Linked DNA regions of Zea mays: all the other regions are linked to region 1. The links are chromatin contacts, called in public Hi-C maps. All regions are on one chromosome and are shown on one strand. Each heading gives the region's core, a stretch centred on a gene start, on an enhancer-like site or on the middle of the called end of the contact. The rest is flanking DNA. Distances are from core to core; before and after follow the strand shown. Region 1 holds the start of LOC103631336 (putative transcription elongation factor SPT5 homolog 1). Region 2 holds the start of LOC100283804 (erwinia induced protein 1). Region 3 has its middle 14 kb from the start of LOC103629888.

What was found. A called contact is a pair of places that touch in the nucleus more often than the background predicts.
Region 2: a Hi-C map of leaf shows a contact between it and region 1, with 4 times the contacts expected there. The contact joins the promoter of LOC100283804 here to the promoter of LOC103631336 in region 1. A contact is called at or near these places in 4 of 25 Hi-C or Micro-C datasets (leaf and an unstated tissue).
Region 3: a Hi-C map of leaf shows a contact between it and region 1, with 4 times the contacts expected there. The contact joins the enhancer-like site here to the promoter of LOC103631336 in region 1. A contact is called at or near these places in 4 of 25 Hi-C or Micro-C datasets (bundle sheath, ear, leaf and 1 more).

What each region holds. Positions count from the first base shown.
Region 1 is chr6:120,734,984-120,739,527 of Zm-B73-REFERENCE-NAM-5.0, reverse strand. It overlaps LOC103631336 (putative transcription elongation factor SPT5 homolog 1), which reads left to right and starts at 2,201. Exons shown (of 22, transcript XM_020539445.2): 1 at 2,201-2,737. The coding sequence starts at 2,392.
Region 2 is chr6:120,926,766-120,931,309 of Zm-B73-REFERENCE-NAM-5.0, reverse strand. It overlaps LOC100283804 (erwinia induced protein 1), which reads right to left and starts at 2,596. Exons shown (of 5, transcript NM_001156703.2): 1 at 1,762-2,596; 2 at 857-974; 3 at 617-778; 4 at 490-521. The coding sequence starts at 2,425.
Region 3 is chr6:120,883,611-120,888,154 of Zm-B73-REFERENCE-NAM-5.0, reverse strand. No RefSeq gene overlaps it. Among protein-coding and RNA genes, the nearest start is that of LOC103629888, 14 kb to the left of the region's middle. Within about 2 kb of position 1,849, at least 18 of the 20 cell types and tissues checked have an H3K27ac peak or open chromatin away from gene starts, as enhancers often do. A contact at or near this core is called in bundle sheath, ear, leaf and 1 more, where this site is marked.

The sequences.
Region 1 (4,544 bases), core at 952-3,451:
AGACACGTAGCACTCTGCTACACCCCCCATTGTACACCTGGATCCTCTCCTTACGACTATAAAAGGGAGGACCAGGGCCTTCTTAGAGAAGGTTGGCCGCGCGGGACCGAGGACGGGACAGGCGCTCTCTTGGGGCCACTCGCTTCCCTCACCCGCGTGGACGCTTGTAACCCCCCTACTGCAAGCGCACCCGACCTGGGCGCGGGACGAACACGAAGGCCGCGGGACTTCCACCTCTCTCACGCCCGACTCCGGCCACCTCGCCTCTCCCCCCTTCGCGCTCGCCCACACGCTCGACCCATCTGGGCTGGGGCACGCAGCACACTCACTCGTCGGCTTAGGGACCCCCCTGTCTCGAAACGCCGACAAGTAGACAGTGGAGTTCTCCGGGTCAGCGGGCCCTCGGCCCCTGACTTTCCGGGGACAATCTTTTTCCGGAGAGCTGGAGGTTGCGCTTCTCCGACATTTTCGGAGTTTGTTGGAGGAGACTTCTTTTCCGGCGGGTCCGCAATGCGGTGTAGAGTTCCCTCTTCATCTGCTACGGACGAGATTGTTCCGAAGCAGAATACGGATCCAGGACGGAGGGTGATCTTGCTGTGGAAGGTGACGGCCATTGAGCTAGCTTGGGTCGTCGACACACCCCCTACCTGGCGCGCCAGCTGTCGGTGTTTTGGGTCCGACCGCACACCCGGGGTTGCCCCTCAAGGTGTTTTTAGGAGTAGGACGGTGTCGCCGACTGTAGCAAAATGGTTCGTGCCAGATGCACGAGGGACAATAGACAATGTTTACAGGTTCGGGCCGCTTGGAGATGCGTAACACCCTACGTCCTGGTGAATATGCTTGGTGAATGAGGTTACAAGGGAGCTCTCTGAATTGAGAACGCAGAGAGTTGAGGTGGGTGGCTGAGTAATAGGTCGATCGTTCTGAAGGGGTGCCCCCTAGGCCTTATATACTCGACCGTGGGGTAATACACGTGGATATGATAACAATGTATAGCTAAAAGATAGTGAACTGTTTGAGTTTATCTCCCTGTAGTTCTGCCGACTTATCCCCGCATGGCTCCGTTGCATGGGGGCTCCAGCGCGGGAAAGTCGGATCTCTGTTGTGGTCGCTCGCTCGACGTTGTGGGCCATCCGGACTGGCATCAATCCGGCCTCATGTCGATCTGCTTTGTTGATTGTCCCTCCCCAGGGACATGAAAGAATGACCTTACGATTTATTGGGCCCTTGGGCCTTTCGTGAGGTCTTTTACTCTTTTAGTGGACCCGGGGATATCTGTCCCCCACATGGACAATATATGAGTTTGATATATGAACATGTATGGTGTTTAGTTGCTTCTTCTACTTTGTTCTAATTGATGAATAAAAAATGAATGTGTCTTTCCTTCTTTTCCTTCTGTCGGGAGAGCACATCTCATGAAGTGATCCAAAATTAATTACTACTAATGCTTTTATCAGCGGTGTTCGTGTACAGTCGCAACGCACGGACAACTAAGGACATGTTTGTTTCAGCTTATAGATTATATAATCTGGATTATAATCTAAATTATATAATCCAGATTATAATCTAGATATATTATAATCTACATGTAGTTGTTTGGTAGTTTAGATTATACAAATGTAGATTATTTATAAAGACAACAATATCCTTATTTGTTTATTTGAGGTGAGAAAAAAGGATGGTATATATTTAATTTCTATTTACATAACCATGAGTAGTTGGTCTTTTGCCAAAATAATCTTAAATAAGCCACTCTTGAGGAGATTATAAGATTATCATAATCTGGGGTTTAGATTATATAATCTGAACCCATAATTTAGGTGTTTGTTTATCTGCTGGATTATTTGCGCTGAATTATATAATCTGGAGAGATTATAATCTGAAACAAACAGGGTCTAACTAGTTATCCTTGATGATTAGCGGGTGGAGAAAGAGACATGAATCAGTAGGTCATATAACCAATGATATGATGTGTATTTTTTTGTGCAAATTCACGGGAAAGTATGAAAACAATGTTTTTGAATTACGGAGCTTCGAAAATTCTATGAAAGCGTCGTCTATTTTAGTTTTTTTTGAAGGTAGAGCTAGTAGAGCTGAACCTGTTTGAGATCTAAAACCGAAATTTTATTGATTTTTTTTTCAGTTTTCTGAAACATATACCAAATTGATAATGATTAATTTCGGTTTCATTTCCGATTACAGTTTGGTTTTCCGATTAATTTAGCCGGGGCTTGGCAGCCCTACGCGCGGCTTCGCGGAGTCGCGAGGCGGCTCGGCTCTACACCTACGCGTGCGCGGCCTCGCCTCTTCCCTCGCACGACTCGCCGCGAGGAGTTTCCCCTTCCTCCGCGTGCATCCCCGCGAGAGCTCGAAAACCTAGCCGCCAAATCCATGGCTCGCCGCGACCACGACGACGACGACGAGGAAGAGGTCGAGGAGGAGGCATACGACTTGGACGAGGAGGAGGATGACGAGGATGAGGAAGACGACTACGAGGAGGAGGCGAGGCGCGGGAAGGCCTCCCGCGGCGGTGGCAAGGGTGGCGGCGGGCGGAAGCGGTCACGCGAAGACAACTTCATCGACGACTCGGCCATCGAGGACGAGGACGAGGACGACGACGACGACGGCGGGGGCCGGCCGAGGAAGAAGGGCGGCGGCGGGGTGCGAGGGTTCTTCGACGAGGAGGCCCAGGTCGACGAGGATGAGGAAGAAGAGGACGAAGGCGAGGGAGAGGACGGTGAGTGGTCGCCCTATTTTATTGCGTCGTGATGCTCTGTTTATGACTTGGGTGGTATTTCTCCAGTCTTTGTTGAGATCTGTGACCTAATTTGGTCGATTTCCAGAACTGGATTTGGGAATACAACGAGAAATTAGCAATTTCTGTAACACTTCATGCTCTAGGCGGAATCCATCTCTTTTGTTTTGTTTTCATGACTAGGTAGTAGCTGCAGGTTGGCAAGAAATTTAGTTTCGTAGCAGTTGTGTAGCTAAAACAGCTAATTTTGATGTTCGCCTCTTCTCCAGATCTTAAAATGAAGCTTAGTCATGTTTAGATAAATTGTTTGATAGAGGTGCACCCTAGGTGATGGTGATTAGCAAAAGACTAGTTTTTTCTAGATCAAAAAGTTAGCTGAAGCACACTCCCAATATGTTTCATGAACTTGTTAGTGCCTGTGGAGATCCCGTCTTAATTATCTGTTCAGTTGATAATGCTTTGTTGTTCAACCTCAAGTTGATCTAATATATATTAATTTCCTTTATGTAAGCTTATAGCAACGGTGGTTTGGTCAGACATAATTTTTAGGGGTATAAGGAACCAGACTTAGTTGGATGGTATTGTGGCAAACTTGATGCTAGGGCCTGAACTTGCACTGCAACTGGAGACTTGGATTTGTTCTGTCTGATAATTTTAGGCATGCAGAACTGCCTATGAGAACAAACCTATGGGCCTGCTGTTATCATTTTTCAAAAGCTACTTGAAAGGACTGGAAAGAGCCAGTTCTCATTGCCATATTAACACTGTACCAAACACTGCATACAGTTGACTGAACTTTAATCTTCTTATGCTATCAAATTAATTAGTTTCATTTTTTTGAATGTTGGATAAGATACTTGAAGCTTGACAAAGCCTTGGCACCAAATTGAATATCCATTCATAAATTGTATCATAATTCAAATTATTTAGCCTTATGAAGCAGGAAAAAATTATGCCCTCTAGACTGAAACTTTTTATCTGGATCAAATCAAATTATCTTCCGTATTCTTTCTTTTACCCTCATTGTGCAATTTGAACTATCAGGATGCATTAGATTTTCTGTAAGAATTTACTGGTAACCCTGGAAATATTCCAATCAGCTCCAAGCTTTCATCCATTTTCACAGTTAATTTCACAAGCATCTTCCTCCCTTGATTACTGGAAATAATGGAGTGGACATACTGAACTGTTTTATCTCTGAACTGAGTGCCGATCTATCTACACATTACAAGCAAGAATTATGAATGTTGAATTCAGCTGTTTTGCTCCAATGCTACTTAATACTAAGTTATGATGAAAAAAAGTTAATCTTGGGCCTGGGCAGAATGTACTACTTAATACTTCTTAGTAGAGCAAACTAGACAATTAGACATCGACCTGGTGACACATTGTGCTGGACTGCTGGTTATGACTAGTATCATTGCTATCTGGTGACACATTGTGCTGGACTGCTGGTTATGACTATTAGCATTGCTAGAAACAGTGTCATCCTGTTCGGTCGAGCTGGTTGCAGCTGCAGTAGCCATCCCACCAACACCGTAGCAGCTGCACCAAGTCAGCAGCAGATACAGCCAGAGAGAAGAGGCTGCACTAAGCAGGATAGGCTGCAGGCATGCAGCTGACCGGCTGGGCTATTCAATCAGCCGCAGTCCAAAGCCCCAAACACCCGCTTAAATCAGAAGCAAACATGCCCAAATATAAGGCACGGTTTAATTTGGTGTGGTCTTCGAGATTACTCTTTGACTGCTAATTTCTCTTATAATGTCATTCATGGCAAAAATGTTGGTCA
Region 2 (4,544 bases), core at 1,347-3,846, 190 kb before region 1:
ATAACCATCACTTCATTTATTTAACAGGGTTTCCTTTGATACTACCTCAAATAAAGAAGTATATAGAACCTTTAAAGCAAGGTAGATAGGGTTAGGCAGGGATAATCTGATACTAACTAAAACAAGATTGAGGGCAACTACCAATATAAAAAAAGGAAATACCATCATAGATTTGACATAAGAAGATCAGAACTATGTTTGCTTCTATATTAATATTCTAGGACATGAATATTTTTCTTTACACTTAATTATACATCGGGGCCGTCCTTTATTCTCTCTTCTAAAAAGGAGGCACACACCTAAAAAATCTTATAGGTTGTGACTAGACAATACATTTATTGACGAATGTTTCAAAAATGCAGCTTTGGACAAGTCAATGATGGTGTTGAAAAGGAACTTTGAACAAAAGAGTAAAACACTGAAATTTACTGCATCAGCACTCCAGTAGCTAAATATGAAGGACACTAGAACTGAAGATTGCACAAGTACCTGGACACATGGGTTGAAGACCTGAGGATAGCCTGCACATGCATTGTAAGATGTGATAATCTTTGAGTTCCACAGTTTAGATAGAGTAAATCAGTAAAACGAAAATTATTTGGGATTTTTTGCTTACGATGTTGCAATGGTTCCATTGACATAGCCATCATAGTTGCAAGATGAGACACTGCAGCCACCAGTGGTGGGTTGTGCAGTCACATTACCAAGAATTAAGCTGCTATTAGAGCATTGCATACTTGAACATGATGCTGATAGTGAAGACGGTGTGCAATACAAACTACAAAGAAATAAGGGTGTTACAGTCCAAAACAAATAAAAGGCAAGAAAACTACATTGAACAGAAGGGTAAGTTTACTTGAGATTCGCTGGCCCACAACTGCACTCCACACAGTTACCAGCAGTCAGTGCATAGGTTCCATTTGCCACAAGCAATCCATAGTCCGAAGCAGAGTTAGGAAATGCTGAGGCGCAAGCTAATGAAAGAAACAAATGGTTGTCGTTAGAAAGGAAGTACTGATCAGCAGAGAGAACGGCACAATTAGAAAGTATCCTTCTCAACGATCATTATTGAATCAATCAGCAAAACAAAAGATATGCCTCCATGAAAGTGAAAGACACTTCCATAAAAAATGAAAACCTGTCACTGCACATTTTTATAAGTTATCTTTAGCTAATGCACTGAATACTATATTCACTCAAAGCAACCCTTGCTAAAATTCATGAACCATAGCAAATAGAATTGTTCACATATACCACACAAACACAGAAAAGAAAATCTTTCACAACCTAGCCGCTGCAAGCTTGGCTTGTCCCACCTAATCATAGATCAGCCATTTCAAGTGGTACTTTAATTTTAAAGTTTAAAGCCATTACTGCATCCTGCGTTTGAAAAATCCAAATACTGGCAATGCCTTATAACTAGTTTAGAAGGGCCTAATGTAACTATGTAACGTTAAATTGAGCCTTTACAGAACTACCCCTTTAGACTTTCACAAAGGTACACCTGTCAACAGTCAACCAATACTTCAGGTTATGTTCCCTGATCTAAGGTTATTGACAATCATAAGAATAAAAATGCTGGGCGGTTATTGGGAAACTAGATTCCTACAGAACTTGAAACAACATATGTTTTCAATCAATTTATAGTTAATTTGACAGAAAAGTGATGGAATGTTTGCCAAAGTTATGGCTTATAAAATTCTCTGCAATTGCCACGGCAGTTTATTCCAATCTTGTGCAGTCCAATGAGTGACTGTTTACCAGACAATGGTATGGCAAGGATGTCGCCTGGTGCGACAATGGGGCTCCCCATGGCGTTCACATTGCTGATATCAGTGACGGTGGTTGTGTGGCTGGCGGCGATGGATTCCACGGTGTCCCCGACCTGCACGACATAGGAGAGGTACACAGCGGGGAGGTTGTTGTCGGTGGAGTTGAAGCAGACGCAGGGGAGCGGGATGACGAGCTCCTGGCCCGGGTTGAGCGGCGCGTCGGGGTCCTCGGCGGCGAGCCCGTTGGCGGTGCGGATCTGGTCGGCCGAGGGGAGGCCGGCGAAGACGACCTCGGAGATGGAGCCGAGCGTGTCGGAAGGCCGGGCGGCGTAGCGGATGGCGACGGACTTGCGGACGCCGTCGGCGCAGGCGCAGCGGGTGGGCACGCGGAGGGGTGTTCCCGCGGGGAGGATGCGGTTGGCGGCGCCTGGAGAGGCGAAGTCCAGCGCGTTGGCAGCCAGTACCGCTGCCGGGTCGGCGCCGAAGAGCGCCGCCACCTCGGACACCTTCATGTCCGCGTAGAGCTTGTAGCCCAGAAGAGCCGGGCACGCGTCCGCGCCAGAGCACGGCTCGATCGTCGTCTTCGCCGTCGCGCCGTGGAATGCCGCTGCCGCCGCGAGGAGCAACAGCAGCGCAGTCGGCGGCGTCGCCATTTGGGAACCGAGGATTTAGGGTTTGGGCTTGAATAGTAGAGGGAGGCTATCTGGCAGAGGAGGGCGGCCGAGGTGAGTTCGCCGGTGGAGCGTGCAGCTCTGCGCTCTGTAGCGTGATTGTGTGAGCTCAAGTGTTGGGTGTGAACTGTGTGGAGAGTAGGTGAAATGTGTGCGCAGACGGAGGTGTCTGGACTGTCAATGACGGATGGGGTTAGCGATACTAAGGCCCACACGTCTGTGAGACAGTGGCTAGTTTGGTCAACATGCAAGGACGGGGACACTTCTTCCCAGGGAGACGTTGAGCTTGAAATACGTGGCCTGTGTGGGAGACGGGGGGACAAATGTCTCGTGACCAGGTCTACAAACGCTCTGTTACTGTGATGTGTGGGCCACAACATTGGTCCACCGTCCACGTGTCCCGTTGCACAACGGAAACATTGACGATCGTAACGGAACAGAGCTTGGGCCTGGATTGGGCCAAGGTTGGCATTTTCGGACCATGACCACAGTCTACCCTGTAATCTCAATTATTAGTTTTTCTCCAAAAACCTCATTAATATTTGCATTAGTTATTGCTCCTTTTGTTCTAAATTATAAATTATTTTGTTATTTATAGACTTATATATATTAATATATTTTATATCTATATACCAGTACAAAAATATGTACTTATAATTTAAAACAAATAAAGTCGCAAATACGTCGATGTGTTGCAATGGGACATAATTTTGTGCGCGGTGTTAGCTATATTCATTGGATTTAATTAGACATGGATCCACCTTAAACCAAACGAATTTTGAGGCCCATTTTTTTCAAACACGAGTAGTTGGAGTTGTATCTTCCAATCTCTTCTCTGCTATCTATCAAGTCAATAGTGTAGACCCCCCCCCCCCCCCGCCCCACACATCGTGTTGCCCCATCCTCCCAACCGTCCACCGCGGAAATCTCGCTCGCCCACTAGATCCACACCCCTCTGCAAGCCTCGCCGCCAATGAAGGAAACGATCATGATGGATCTGCATCACAACAGATCGATGGAAGGTGGTGCTGGGCGAGAAGGGCGTCAACTGACATGTGTAACTAAACACAAGTTGGATCTCCGCTTTAAATCACCCCACGCCCGTGAACCCCCACCCGCGCTGTCAACCCCAGCTCCTGCAGGCCGCGGGAAGGCATGGAGATTAGTGATGACGTATAAGAGGGATTATTGTAATTGTATTAAGTATTCAGGGACAAACGTTCCCTCCAACCCATCTTAGACAGAAGTTTGTGCCCAATATTGTTTGTCTGAATCTTAGCCTTCTCGGCGGCTTCTTTGGTAGCCTTTTTGTGCAGCAATGTCTTTACAATGTGCCATGACCTTTTCAAGTTCTTCTGGAGGAATGGAGTCACCCACGTATCAAAGGGCTGATTTGGCGCCTGTTTGTAGCTTTATATTTTTAGTTCATCCCATGTATCAACAAGAGATGACTTCAATGACTCTTCAACTGCTCTTATCAGGCACATCCTGATTAATGGCACTATCAGGCAAGCCCATTTTCTAGGGTGTAGTTTGCCCTGTAGCAAATCTGGCAGGTAGAAAACAAGTGCATTGCAGGTTTCTGTACATGCTATGAGCTATTGTCAGCTATTTTAGACTTCTAGCTTTCCCAACATGCATACCTATTAACCATCAGCCATTCCAGTTTTCACATCTTATTGGGCGGTCTCGTCATACGCCTAGATAAGGTTCGCGAATACCACGGACGGGGCGCCCCGAGAAGGCATCGCCAAGGCACGGAGGTCAACCCCAGTGTGAAATTGGGCAACGGCTAGGCAATAGCGGCCCCACGGTGGATGTCGAGGTCCACGATGTTCCGAACGTGGCTCAGAATGTCAAGCAGGTACTGCAGACATGCAGTTCTTCTCTTCCAAGTTTTACCCATAATTGGCTAGATTTGAGTTGTTTTTTGACTTAGAAGCATATTGGTTGATCTTATGAACCTATGATCATATACTTGGTAAACTAGTTAGTCCAAGTGATTATAATGGTCATCAAGCACCAAAACAAGTGTAGAAACAGATTAGGCCACAATTTCCTTTCAAAATGGCTATATCTAGACTCACTTCACTATTTTGGA
Region 3 (4,544 bases), core at 600-3,099, 150 kb before region 1:
CTTTTGTCAGATATCTGGCGAAGAAGAGTATGCTGTTTTTTTTTTAATTTTTGGAAAGCCTTTTGGGTTTTGAAATTGGTAATCCATTTTGCCCCCTTTTCTTTCTTTTTTTTTTAGAAAAAACAAGAGGTGTAAATTGTCAAGGTGGTCTATTTTGGTAGAAAAATATGAAGTTCAGTCTGATCGCTTCGGTAAAAAAGAAAAAGAAGAAGAAAAATGCATCAAGCAGCAGGCTGCAACGATCTACTGGGTTGGGTTAGCGGGAACAGTAGGGCTGAACAGAGACGCTAGGGGGGTGGACGACCGGAAGGGGCAGATCGAGTGCGTTTGCGCTAAAAACTAGTACGTGATGGCGGAAAGGGGCAAGTACAGATGCGCACACTCCAGGGAATATTCCTGGGCAGAATCATTGCTGCTTTTCTGGTGAAAAGAAAAAAAAAAGTCGGCGCACCGCAGGCCGCAGGTGAGGTGTATAGTGTGGTAGAGAAATTTGTTGGTTTGTGGGTAAGGAATAAAATCGAGACACTTGTCGGTCTCAATCCATTTGGATTGAGTTGAATTAGGTGTGTTTAAATTCTAAGTAAGTTAAAATGGCTTTATCTCGTTTAATATGACAGGTGTGGGATGATAGTAGGGACCTGCCGGAGATGGAGATGTTCTGAGCCATGGCTTGCTATAAGGGTCTGTTTGGTTGGGCTGTGGCTGTGAAAAAAGTTGCTGTGGGCTGTGAGCTGTGGAAAAAGCTGCTGTAGGCTGTAAGCTGTTAAAAAGCTAAAAATCATTTGGTGGAAACCATTAAAAGTCGTTAAAAATTCTTCGATATATGTTTTCACAGTTCCATCTGAAAAGCCACTAAAAGCAGGTCCAGAGGTGCTTTCAGATTTGCACTACGAGAAAGTTGGCTTTTAGAAAAAGCTGTTTCCTGGATCCAGTCTTTTGGTTGGCTTTTGGCTTTTAGGGGGGCAAAAGCCAAAGCCAAAAGTCAAACCAAACACACCCTAAGTTCTAAATACGTGGTGGTATAGTACAGGTACAGGTACAGGCGTACAGCAATTTGGCAGTGTTGGCCACGGACGTCGACGTCGACGTCGCGTTAAAAGCAACAGGGATGGCGAGTGCGTGCCGTCCTCGCCGGGAGCGTGCGGCTGCGCTTGGTCCGCGCGCGCCAGCCGCTCGCTCGCTCGCTCGCGGGGGGCCGACGCAGCAGACACCGCGCCGCGCGCTGGATACGTTTCGGCCCCCGAGTCGCTGGCGCTGGCGCCGGACCCCCGGTGCTGGGTGCTGCAGGACTGCAGGGCATCATGCGCATGTGGCCATGTGGGGGTTGTCATGCATGCCGGCGGCTAATCATGGAGTGGCTGGCCTCGTCAGCACTTGAGTGACTGGGTCTCCCGTCTCCTCCCGGCTCCCGCTACGGACGGAGAGGAGTACTCCTGCGCATCCAGCTGCACAATCGGCTGAGGTCGCGTGCTTTTTTGCGTGACTGGCACACACACCTTTCTTCCCTCGGCTGCTGGGCTGGGCTGGCCATTCTGTAGGCTATCCAATGGGACCGTCGTCAACTTCCGGGCCTGCATCGATTTCGCTCGCCACAACATATGCTCTGCCCTAAACCCTACTCTCTTATGCACTACTGCACCTCGGATTCCGTTCCATTCCATCTGCTGATGCGCTGCTGACTCTGACTCAAGTGGTCCAGTTGCATGGCCCTCGCTACAGAACCGCCCTTGACTTGTGGTCGAGACCGAGACCCCGACCAGGAAGGAAGGAAGCCTTGTCCTGTGTAGTGTGTCCTACCGAAAATTCTACTACTAGTACGAACATTGAGTACGAGGCTACGACCAAAGGCCGTCGCTGTCCATCTGGGCCCGCTTCGCAAGGACGCGCGCGTGCCCGAGCGGCCCACTGGCACCACGTACTCTACCACCGGCAGGCGTCAGCCTAAAAACCCCGCATGAATCATGCCTTGCCCGGCCGTGCGGAACCGGGCCCGAAGAAGAATAACATGCCGTGCTGGCCCAGGCCACGACGCGCGCACATGGGCGCCCACCGCGTCGCCGGGCCGTAGGTGCAAACTGGAAAGGGGTACTAGGAACTGCAGACTGTATTGTACACGCTCTGTCCTTAGTGGTTGGTGGCCACCTCTCAACTGTTATGGATTTATGTTTGGTTTAATCTTAAAAAATAACCAAACATTTATGACTACAAACGTTTAAAACATAAATAAAAATTACAAATGTCATAAAGTATAAATAAAAAAATTCACATAATTCTTGGAGCCAAAGAATTTCATATGTCGAATTCCACAATTGCTTTCAATTTTTTTTAAGAATTTCTTATACCTTAGTTAGTCAGAAATAAAAACATGAGCTGATGTGACGCTCGTGTGGACCAATCATAACACGCCACGTCGTTAAAGTTGACTAGAATTTAACGTTTCGAGTTAATACTAGTCAGTTCAGATCACTGTCGATTTGACGCCTAGACCATGCAACGTATAAGTAAACTAGTTAGTTATACATTGTTGAGCATCGTTTGTGACACTGGACACGACAGAACAGTCTGACCCTGAAGCCCGGAGTCCGACTTGTGGACGGTCCGGTCTTAGGCATGGACAGTCCACAATTAGATTATATCAGGCGAATTAACTCCTGTCTCCACGCATGTTTCTCCCTCTAAACTCGTGGAAGTTGTTGGAGGACGACTAAAAACGGATCCAGACCTCTCCCTATATATTTGAAGGGGTATGTCAATTCAAACACCAACAATCGAATCAAATTAATATATCTTTCATTCCTTTACTCCTAGGTCGCGGACCGTCCGCGCTACCTCAGAGAGCACCGTCGACGATACTCATCATAGTGATTAACGTTCAGATCAGCCAACAAGATGAAAGAGGATACAACACGAGATCAAGTGTTGGCAACTGCAAGTTTTGCTGCTTAGAAGACAGAAGGCCCAAACTTCCATGATAATTCAGACATAGTGCGGTATTGGGAATATACAGATACCAACTAGCATAAACAAGTAGATCCCTAGCTAGAATCATTTCACGGTGCTTGGAAACTTTGGAGGCATGCAGTAGCAAACTAACTGCTTCACACATGAGAAGTTTCAGAAGTTAGTCTCAGAACCGCTGCATAAGGATATCCTTTTAGCTGTCTAGTAGACCGCTGCATAAGCATATCCTTTTTAGCTGTCTATTAGAGAAGAACACTTGCTGTGGAAACTGCAGTGTTCAAATATGAAGAAGCTTAGTAGGGTTAATTTTTGAAGATACAAACAGTCGAAGCATCCAGGAGTGATAACAGCAAGTCACATAAATAGGAGACAAGATTCAGAACATAGATGAAATTGCAGATGGATGGTTATACATACATTAGTTATAAAGTAATGTATGGATTAATCAGTGACTTAAGGAACAATAATTGTTGTTAGAGATATAGTGGTTGTATTGTAATAGGCCTGTGAGTAATGGGTTTAGGCCCAACATCTCTATTATAAACAGTGGCGTACCTAGAATTTAGAGATGGGTAATCGAAATTGTTAAGCGATAACTTTTTTTTATGTAACATACCATATAAAACCTAACAATTTGGTATGTATAATACCAAAATATATTACATAACAACAATTTTATAGTATACATATGGTATATATTAAACAAAATCAAGTCTTAGATGAGCATAAAATTGATCAAAAATTGTAATTCTTCAATACTAGTTATAAGAGACAACATTTGAAAAATGTAAAGGATAATAAGTATCTAAATGATAAGGAAGGTTATATTACTAGACAAGTTTTTGATCCTTCATATTTTGAGCGACGATGTTTTTATCTTTGGCTTGCAAGAAGAATTATCTTCAATAAATGTAACAAAGCAACCATTCAACAATACTCATAAGTATCGAGAGAATAAAACAACAAAATTACATTGTTTCTTCTTATATAAATTCAGAAAAACATTGATACAAATGAAGACATGTAAAATAAACGAACATTCGTATGAAGCTTAATCGTATACGGTATGAGGTTGTAAGATGAATTAATCTAGTTTTTGATAAAGTTGAATTAAATATGCTACTGACAAATAAAAAGTGAAGGACTAAATGACAAGCAAAGTTGTTTTTGTTTTCTTTGAAAATAAAAATAAGTGGTCTATGCCCCATCCAAAATTCGTGTATGTCGGCAAAACATGGGGGTGTGGAGATTTGAACCCTAGTTGTGAAGAACAAGGTTGAGTGTCTCCACCACTACACCTTTTGCTGCTTGTGTCATATGAAGTATGGCAACTAACTAGTGTGTCTATATATATATGTGTGTGTATTATACACTACATGTACTAATTTTTTTTATAGAAAAAAGTTGGGTATTCATTTGAATACCCATGAATTGAAGTGGGCCCACCCTGATTATAAATATATCACCCAACCGAGTTTAGGGTTAGGGTTTCAGTTCTAACTTGGTATCCATCTAGGTTTTAGGTTTCCTTCCTCACCCTCCCACTCAGCCGCCATTGTAGCCGCTGCTATAGTCTCACCGTA